Regions from separate parts of the Hordeum vulgare genome. Here region 2 is linked to region 1. A link is a contact called in public Hi-C data. All regions are on one chromosome and are shown on one strand. Each heading gives the region's core, a stretch centred on a gene start, on an enhancer-like site or on the middle of the called end of the contact. The rest is flanking DNA. Distances are from core to core; before and after follow the strand shown. Region 1 has its middle 160 kb from the start of LOC123429766. Region 2 has its middle 10 kb from the start of LOC123425485.

Evidence for each region. A called contact is a pair of places that touch in the nucleus more often than the background predicts.
Region 2: a contact with region 1 is called in a Hi-C map of leaf, with 5 times the contacts expected there. The contact joins two enhancer-like sites. A contact is called at or near these places in 4 of 6 Hi-C or Micro-C datasets (leaf and seedling).

The regions. Positions count from the first base shown.
Region 1 is chr2H:123,534,718-123,539,998 of MorexV3_pseudomolecules_assembly, forward strand. No RefSeq gene overlaps it. Among protein-coding and RNA genes, the nearest start is that of LOC123429766, 160 kb to the left of the region's middle. Within about 2 kb of position 2,609, at least 3 of the 3 cell types and tissues checked have open chromatin away from gene starts, as enhancers often do. A contact at or near this core is called in leaf and seedling, where this site is marked.
Region 2 is chr2H:124,075,761-124,081,041 of MorexV3_pseudomolecules_assembly, forward strand. No RefSeq gene overlaps it. Among protein-coding and RNA genes, the nearest start is that of LOC123425485, 10 kb to the right of the region's middle. Within about 2 kb of position 2,306, at least 3 of the 3 cell types and tissues checked have open chromatin away from gene starts, as enhancers often do. A contact at or near this core is called in leaf and seedling, where this site is marked.

The sequences.
Region 1 (5,281 bases), core at 1,359-3,858:
AAGAGACACTGTCGTGCCTCACAGAAATGGAAATAAAATAAGTTTTTCGTTTTTTTCTATCGCGACAGGCATCGTTTTGCTTTCACAAGAGGCATGGTCGTGCCTCTTGAAAACGAAAAACAAAAATGTGTTTTCTGTTTTTCTGTGGTGAGAGGCGTGATTTTGCTTATGCGAGAGGCACGATTTTACCTTCGCGAGAGGCATGGCTATGCCTCTCAGAAACGAAAAATGCATGTTCTTTTTTTATATCACGAAAGGCACGATTTTGCTTCCACGAGAGGTATGATTTTGCTTCCAGAGAGGTATGATTTTACCTTCGCGAGAGGCACAGTCGTGCCTCTCGAAAACGAAAAAAAAACTGTGTTTTTTGTTTTTTCTTTATCACGAAAGGTATGGTTGTGCTTCCAGAGAGGTATGATTTTACCTTCGCGAGAGGCACAGTCGTGCCTCTCGAAAATGAAAAAAATGTATTTTTTGTTTTTTTATCATGAGAGGCACGATTTTGCTTTCAGGAGAGGCACGGTTTTGCCTTCACGAAAGACACGGCTGTGCCTCTCGAAAATGGAAAAAACACATTTGCTTTTTTTTTTCTATCGCGAAAAGCATGGCTTTTTCGTCCAGTTTTTTTATGAAAAAAAGTTCGTCAAAACTTATCAACATGGGATCTAGTTTTGAAGATCTCGACGCGAGGAACCCAACGGTGAAAACGGTTCGACATTTCGATGTTCGGTTTAACAGATAAAACATTTTAAAAATAAAGATCTACGAAAAGAGAAAATTCTTAGGTTGGGATAAGTGGCACACATACAGTGCGCCACTTGTCCCAACCTCAAAAGGGAAGAGTGATCTTTGAAAGGGTACTCCTAAATTAGCGATTTCGCAGATCGGTTAAGCTTTATTAGGTGGTGCTCAAAAGAAAGTTAAGTTTTCTTAGGCCCTGCCCCACTACTACAGAAGTCCACTATTGCAAGAAAGTGTATAAAATAGTACTCCCTCCGACCTTAAATAAATGATTTTAAAAACTTAACGTTGTACTAAAATTAAAGTAAAATTAAATTATTTTTAAGTCATCTATTTTAATATGAAGGGAGTAAAACAATTATGTCGGAGCTATGTCCCACCCATTACCAGACGAAGTTCCGCCTTGCCTCTGTAGTAGTGATGCTAGGTTTTCCCTGTGTGGTCTTTTTATTGGGTTTTCACTGTTTCTTGTGGTTCTCTTCTGTTTTTCGTTTTTTTGTTTTTCTTAGGGTTTTTTTTGTACTCACTGAGTTTTGTTTTAATTTTTGGTATATATGAGGAACATTTTTATATACATGCTTAACTTTTTTAATGTATATTAAAAATATGTTTTGATGCCTATTTTGTTTCGCATACACTGTATATTTTGTTTCATACACATTATACATGCTTCATTTTTTTTAAATACTTAAAAACATTTTTATACACGTTTACCATTTTTCAAACATCCATTTAAGTACAAATACATTTTTATACACGCTTAATTTTGATACTTTCAAATACTTGTTAAACATTTTAAGAGCATTTGAAAAAATTGAATGATACCAATGTTTATTTAAAATTAAGCATGATTTTTTTACATTCTATAAATACTTTTGTAAAAACATTTTGTAATGTGTAAATATTTAGAAAATGCAATGCACATTTTATTCAATGTTACGATACTTGTTTTAATTACACAAATATTTGTCATGAACCAACTCTGGATGAATAGTTAGGAGGACAATTATATCTTCAACCCATCAGGGTTCAAGCCCAAGACTTTTCACTTGCCTTTGCATTTTTCTGAATTAATTTCAGACATTGCGGCCATGTGCGCCCAGTGGGAGATTACGAAGGTATCCGTGACAACTTCGTCAATCTTAAAATGATGTGTAAGTCTAGCTTTTCATAAGTGTTCATGCGTGCATGTATTCATAAGGGTATATGTATATGCGTATGTATTAGCGTTTTGTGTTTGTATGTGTTCTCAAAAATGAAAACGTGAATATGTCTAAGAGCATCTCCAACAAACACGCTAGATCTAGCGTCCACAGGAAATTACACGGCTTTTGTGTGCGCGCACGCCCGGTTGGCCGTTCGAGTAGGTCCGGGAAAGTTAGGCGCGCTACAAAAACTGTACGCACGTGAAAAAATAGTAATGCACGTGACAGTTTTGACGCGCAGCGTTCGGCGTGTTCTATAAAACACGCACGCGGAGACCCGCCAAAAGTCGTCTCTGTCGCCTCTCTCTTCGTCTCTGTCGGTTCCCCGCCGCCGCCGCACCCTTTTTTCCTCGCCTCCGTCGCCTCTCTCTTCGCCCCCGCCGCCGCCGCCATGCCACCACTCCTCTGGATCTCTATATTGTGTTCCAGTTTCGAAATGTGTTCATATGTTTCGATAAGTGTTCAGTTTTTTCAGTATTTCAAAATTATTTTCATGATTTCAAACATTGCTCACATATTTAATAACTTTTCTCATATTTTTCAAAACAACAGTCAAAAAAGTTTGAAAAAATAGGATCTAGCATATGCTTTTAGATTTCGCACTGAATAGTTTTCATTAGCGCACGACATCTCGAGGGGCAAGCGTTATGGGCCATGGCATGTAAATGGGCCGGCCCATTCGGCACTCCCTCCATGCTTCGCGGAGGCAATTTACCGCAAAGCGGGTCCAATAAGACCTTCCGAATTCCAACTCAGGTCGCGTATTTGCAGCGTTTTAGAAAAGGAAACAAAATATAAAATGGGCTGCCCCATTACGGAGGTGGAATGTGGGCTTTGTAGTATTGGAATTTCCTATTTGACCTTTTCTCCGTCAAGCTGTCGAGTGAACGCATAGAGCGGCAACACTACCGAACAAATGAGCCAGCCCATCTGATAAGATAGCTAATGAGTAGATCGTATTTGGTTTTGGGGACCTTCTGGAAAGTTCCATCCCTGGTTTTTAACGGTTTTGGGAATCTTTCAGAAGGTTCCGAAACCATTTTGGACTGTTTTTTTTTATTTTCCTGTTTGTTTCAAAATTCACAATTTTTAAATATTTCTTTTTCCTTTTCCTTTTTTGTTTCTTCTTTCTTAGTTTTGCTTTATTTTTGTGTGTTTTTATTTTTGTTCAAAAGTTGCATAATTTTCACAAATTTTTTCGCATTTATGAATTTGTTCAGAGTTTTTCAAAATATTTCTCTGTTTCAGGATTTGTTCTCAAGATTCAAAAAATGTTCATGTTTTCAAAAATTGCTCGCATTTATGAATTGGTTCAGGATTTTCCAAAACTTGTTGTCAAGATTAAATTTTTCAGCAACTGCTCGCATTTAAATTCAGAACGCATTTTCAAAAAATTACTCAAAATTTGGAAGACAAAAATCAGGATTTTGTCAAACAATGTTCATTCCGGAACTATTCTTAGTATATTTTAGATTTCCGTTGTATTATGTTCTAGTGCAGTGGCTAGCACCAAGCTCTCACAAGGAGGTCTTGCTGTGTTCGATTCCTAGGGTGCTCACTTATTACGTTTTCACACTTATTTTCGCATTGCATTGAATGGGCTGGCCTAGTCAGTACCCCATGTGCGACGGGGATGCGGCAAATAGGAGTGGGAACTCCTACCTGCTGCTCACTACGGCAGGACCTCCTATTCGCCGCGTGTTGCACCAAGGAGTCGCGCGCCGCACATGGGTGGCGCCCTTAACTGGGCTAGCCCATCTTCGGCTCGCCCCAATTGAGCTTGCCCAGCTTACTTTTTTGTTTCAATTTTTTTAATAATTGTTTTACTTTTTTCAAATTCTGGAACATTTTTTGAAAATTCTAGAACATTGTTTTAAATTTTGGAATATTTTTCAAAATTCGGGAGCATTTTTCAAATTCCGGAATATTTTTCAAAACTCTGGAACTTTTTTAAAAAAAATTGAAACATTTTGATACAAGTTTCAGAATGTTTTTTTAAATTCCGGAACATTTTATCAAATTCAGGAAGATTTTTCAAATTCCGGAACAGTTTTTCAAATTTCAGAACATTTTTTGAAAATCCAAAACATTCTTGAAACAGAAATAGAAAAAAGGAAAATAAAAAAGAAAAAAGGAAAAAGAAAAAAAAGAAAAAGTAAATGAAAAGTAAAATCGGATCAGGGAATCTTCTAGAAATTCCCAAAACCAGAAAAGACCGGATGGGAAAGTCTAGAATATTTCCAAAACCGGCTGACTGAGTGGGCTGGTCCAATTCGCTCGTTTTATTGGGTGGCCTATGTAAAAGACTATCATTTTGACACAGTAAGCGTCAAATAGGATTTTCCCACCGCAGCAGGGGTCGCTCCCACGCATAACGGGAGCCCGACTGGGCCCGGCCAGCTTTTTTTGTTTAAAAAATTGGATAACTTTCTTTTTTTATTTCTTTTTTTTTGTTTCTTCTTCCTTTCCTATTATTTATTTTTTCCTTTTCCCCCGTTTTTCTTCCCATTTTCCTATTTTTATCAAAATGAACAAAAATTGAATTTCTCAATCTTTTTTGAAAACATGAATATTTTTTAAATCAAAGAACACATTTGAAAGCGTGAATAATTTCTAAAGCACAACATCTTTTGAATCTTGAAAACAAATTTTAAAATCAAGAATAATTTTGAAAAATCCTAAACAAATGAGGTACCCAAATAATTTTTTATTGCATAAACATTTTCAGAATCTTGAGAATAAAATTTTGAAACGGAGAACAATTTTGGAAACCCCGAATAAACTTGGAATTGTGAACTATTTTATGAAAGCATGAAATTTTTTGAAAATATGAATAATTTTGAAACATACTTAACAAATTCATAAACGTTAACAATTTTTTAAACATGAACATTTTTTAATCTTGAGAACAAATTTCAGAAAACAAGAAGATTTTTTAAAAACATTTCAGAAAAATAGAAAATTTTAGAAAAAATAGAACCTTTTTGAAAATCCAGAGCCTTTTTTTAAAATTCAGAACATTTCTAGTTAAAGAAAAACCATTTTTCGAATACAATAAACAATATTTAAAAATGACGAACTTTTTTGAAATACAGAACATTTTTTAAAAATTCAGAACATTTTTTAGAAATGCAGAACATTTTTCTGAAAAAACAGAAAGATTTGCCGAATTTGAAATATATTTTTTAATTCCAGAACATTTTATGGAAACCCATAAGATGTTTCTGAAAATAAAAAATATTTTTCGAATTTTAGAACATTTTTTGAAAATCCAATAAATTTTCGAAAGTATGGAATAATTTTTGAAAATCCAAAACATTTTTTAAAACAAAAAC
Region 2 (5,281 bases), core at 1,056-3,555, 540 kb after region 1:
CCCATGATGCACCCTTCTTTTGTTATATCGGACCCTCCTCTTTTCGCTCGGATTTTCACCCTAGCGGGACAGTTTTCACTGCAGCCTTCTCCTTTAATATCAGATGACGCTCACTCCACCTTTGCCATGTATTTCATGAGGGATGAAACTTTTTATATTTACAATATGATAGAGTGGGTTAGAGTAACATATACTATTGACACAAACAACAAATAATCATAAAGAGCTTTCTTAAAGGTCCATTCAACATTAAAAATGCGTACTCGCGTGCGAGGCTAGTGGCAAACTAAACACATTCCTAGTCACCACAAGCTTCACCTCCAGCCCACATATCATTCATTGCTAAAAGGGATAATTGATGTCCTTCCATTTCCCGTCCTTCCCAGCATCTTCTACTCATAGCCTCTTCATCAATTCGTTTCATTGGCGCCAACCAGCACCGCGTTAATTTCAGTGCGTTCATCAGTGACACCTTATCTTTTTTGTTTCGTCCTTCCTTGCCAAGTTTAGTTCTCGTTCCTACTTATTTTTTAAATACTATTTTCTTTTTTTTTTGGAACACTTGTTTCTTTTCTAACATCATGGATCACTTGGTTGCTTTAGTTTTTCTCTTCTTATTCATGAGACACACTTTCTTTTTTACTATAGCATGAACCATCTAACCAATGTCGTGTTGTATTGTCCTTATCCGTGAATGTTTCGGCAACTTTCGGCGTGTGGACACCCTACAGAGCATGGTCGTCATCCAACTTGATGAATGCTAGGTCACCCATGTAGCAAGCACATGGTGGTTGTTGTCCTTATTGGGAAGTGATGCCTTGTAATATCCTTGAGAGTCTATTGATCATCATTGCCCACGAGCGCTTTTTAAATAATTCAGCATGATTACTATTTGCTTAAATAATTAAAGAAATAATTAATGGCCTATCTAATTCTCAACATGCCTACTTAAATTTCAATGAAATAAATAAATTATTTGCCTAATTAGAAATCCCTTCTTAAAATTAAGTGTACACATAATTAACTGTCTAGCTAATTATTAATTGCATTAATGACTCGTTTTCAAATTGATTCGGTGTAGTAAAAAAATCCTATTTAAATGGCCGAATTAATTGCATGTGTAATTAATTGCCTAACTAATTAATTGCATCGATGGTTTGATCTTCTGATTGATTCTGTGCTCGATTTTCAAAATATTTTCGCATGAATAGCTGCTACGAACAACGACAATGACTATCGAGTACTATAGGACACGTTTCCTTAATGAATGGTTGCTACGAACGACGACAATGACCATTTTCTTCCCATGAACCTGGTTGAAGGTAATGCATGAATGAAGTTTGAAATAAACCCTGAGATTATAGAGGCAGAAACAAATAAACCCTCATATTTAAATTCATGAAGTCTCTACCGTGTCCTCTCTAATCCCAGTCTATCCGAACCAAAAGCAGAATCATGGGATTTGGCTTCTCTCACCCACGTGGGTCATCATATCATAGCCATTCTTCTCGTCACACCTGGCCAAACGGGTCGGGCCGGCACGGCCCGTTGTAATCGGATCTGGCATGGCACGGCCCGTCCAGGCACGTTTATTAATCGGGTTGTGCCGTGTCGGGTCGCGGGATGCGCCTCCAGGTCCAGACACGGCCCGGTTATTAAACGAGCCGGCATGTTGGCCCCATTAGCACGTTGCATCGTATATTCTTAACTTCATGGACTTATTTTTGGGCCAACTGGGCCATATTATATATATATATATAGGGTCGCGTTATTCGTCAGCCTGGGTGGGGAATAGTTATTCTTCACCCCCCTCTATTTTAACATCAATGCATCGTAATTTTACGTTCCGTAAATTTTGTCTTATTTTATACATAAAAAGAGACCTAAAAAAATATAACCAATGTAAAAATATTTTATGTCACGTAAAATTACGACCATACAAAAATAGTGCAAACAATACAATAAACTCATTTTTTTGGTCTTGTGACCTATATTTTTGTTTTTCTTTTGTCAAATTTTATGTAGTGATTCAATATGAATATAAATATTTGTATTTTAAATGTAATTTATTTGTAAATTGATCATAAGATTATCTTGATTGAAGAATAAACTATTCTACACCTGGGTGATGAATAGAGTTTATATATATATATATATATATATATATATATATATATATATATATATATATATATATAAAAAATCTAAATATATATGTATATATAAATAAACAGGTCGTGTCATACCGACCTGCGTGCCCAGCCTCCAGACCCAGACACGGTCCGAGGCGTGCTTCGGACCAGGCCCAAACACGATTGCCCGTGTCATGGGAGGCACGCGGGCTGTCAGACCGGCCCTGTTTACACGGCCCGTTTGGCCAGATCCGCTTCTCGTTCCCATCTCTCTCCTCCTCCCACTCTTCCTCTCAGATCCCTCAATGGCAATAGCGTAGATGCTAATAACGTGTGCTCCTTCTCCCGCGGATGGCAGGGACGACAGTCGCTGGTATGCGCTTCTTCTGTGACAACGGCGGGCGCGTGTCCTTCACGGTCTCTGCTGCATTGGCCCCGCACTCGAACACCAACAGAAGTCATCCCAGCAGCGCGCCAAACTTGAGCAGAGGAGAGCAGCACATGATAGCAGCCACCGGACAATGACCATAGACCCAGAGTCTGGCACTCTCGGAGCAAATATATGGCAACGTTCTTCTTGTTTGAGGCCAAGCTAGTCTGCTAGTGCACGAGCTCCGGGTGCTGTTGCAAATGAAAAGCGCTGGTTATTTTGCTCACTATTGTGTTGTTGTGCATTAGCAGAGAACACAACAAGGACGAGAGTGTCACCATGTACGAGTTTAGCTTGTACCATGTGAGTATAGCAAGCTGCTCTTTGCCTCTTTCTATGTGCGCGGCGGCGAGAGCAGAAACAGCAGCAGTATGCGGCAGCGAGCAACAACAGCACATGGTGCTGACCTCGCTGCCTTCATCGGGCTAGACTCGTCGCGCACCTCACGAAGTTCAGGGATGACCAATGCGCCCAGGCCACCGCCGTCGGTACCCCTGTCACCGCCATTGTCAATGTCGTCCGCGGGTTGGACGGGCTGGACGAAGAGATTGAGATGAGAGGCACCTAGAGTGCGTCGCCAAGCAGCTGCTCCCGCCCAAGAGAGTAGGTCCTTCTCCGGGAGCAGATCGAACACCTGTCATGCCTCGCCACACTTGGCATTGAGGAAGAGACTGGGGAAGGAGATGCATATGACAGATGGGCCCATGTACTACGTGACAGTAGAAATCAATCCGGGCTGGGATTAGGCCTTTCTTATCTTATTACACCAAACAGGGCCGAGATTGATCGGGATCTACAGGGTACCAACTTCAAGGATTTAGAGACGAGGGTTTGTTTGCGCCGACCTCTAATCTCACGGCTTATTTTAAACTTCACTCCTAATGCAGTAACCAGACGCGTCTATGGCTGACGGATTGACTTGACGCGCAGGCAGGAATCGACAGAGAGGCGTGGTCTTCTGGCATGACCCGGGACGTCGCCGCTGCCCAGCGCCGCCGGCCCGGCACCTCCTCGCGCTGCCTCTGAGGCCGCGACACCCCTGACACCTCCAGGTCAGACTCGACACGGACCGGACACCGGCGGCACGCGTGCACCAGCTGCCCTGACGCGTCAACCCTTCAGACCGCAGAAGCCCGCAAAGGCGGCGGGTCGGAGTTCAGAGCAGCAACGTAGGACAGGGGACAGAGTGGACGGGATGCATTTCATTTCGTTCATCGGGCACGTCTTTTCCAATGCTGCTTCCCTACCGTCCAAAATTCGACATGCGATTATGGGCACACGTAGGCCACAGAGTTTTTTTTAAGGCATCTCCAACATCGTGTATCAAACCGTCCGTGAAGTACATGTCCGCGGATCGTGTCTCAATTTACCGGAAGCAAACCTGACAGCTACCACGTTAGATCGTGACACCCCGGCTCACATATGGCGCCCGTGCATTCGGCGACTTCCCCGCTGTTTTCGTGCGAAAGCCTGCCCTTTCCCATTGTCTCCGCTCCGACCGCCGTGAGCACGCACCCGAGTTTTCATCCGTTTCGTAGACCACCGTCGTGATGAAACCAAAGGAGGTGGTGATGGAGATGTACGTAGTCCCGTCAGGTCCGAAGAAGAGGACCCGCCGGTAGTGGCCGCACGTAAGCCCAACACGGCAAACACTTAGGGTATGTACGATGCATAATCTCATGATGATGACTCATATGTCATGTAGAATTAGATGTCAGCAAAAGTAAGTTCGGATGAGGAAGCGGGATACATCGCAGAAGGCGATTGTTTGAATAGAAAAAGTGTGATCCGATGTAAAAACTGAAAAGGTTATAGTGAAAAGTAAAGACGTACGTGTATTAGAGTCTTTATTTCTTATTCTTTGATGAAGCCTACTATTGATAGCTTGCATAAGAAAGAAAGAAAAAAATCAATAAAGATGATTCAGATAACTTTTTATCCTGAAGCATCTGTATCCATATGCCATCATTGTACATATGGATAGGTCTAGGGACGGTTTGATAGTTGTGTTCGGTTGACGGCTTAACGATTGTGTTTCGTTGTACTTTAGATTTCAACTTTCTAGTAAAAAAACTAGAATTTGAACAAAGGGGCGGACTAAGAAGAAGCTTCTTCCTAATCTATAACTTTTGCTAGTTTAATTTTCGCAGTCGGGTATCCCAAGTTTTCCAGCTTCTAAACCGACCAAATATGTATGTCCCCTAGCAGTTTTGTTCTATTTATCCATCATGCCACTCCGTAGTGAAAATGTTTCGTTGTTGTTTCCCTCGTTAACCAGCCCGACCGAGAGCATCCCCTTCCCCCGCTCGAGTCATGCGAGCTAGGGTTCTTGTCCAGCCGCCGCCGCCGTCGAGTAGGCCATCCGTCGCCACGAAGCCGACCGGTCGTCCGCCAGCGAGCAGTCCATCCGTCGTGTGTCCCGTCAGTCGTCCGTCGTCAAGCCTCCCATCTCCGCCCTAGCAGGCCCTTCGCCGCGACGCCCCACATCTGCAGCGGGCCACGAGCAGGCCGTCCGCCGGCGACGACGAGCAGGTTGTCCGACGTGAGCACATGCCTTCACCAGCAAGGTAATCCCTTTCGTCCTCCCTTCTCCCCTTCGTGCGTCCGCGAGAGCAGGCTGTAAACATCTTCAGCCACGACTTATAAATTCGGACCCTCAAACGTCCGCGGCCGCGCAGTGAGTGACCGGGAGTGTCTCTTGTTTATCCGTCCGTGCAAC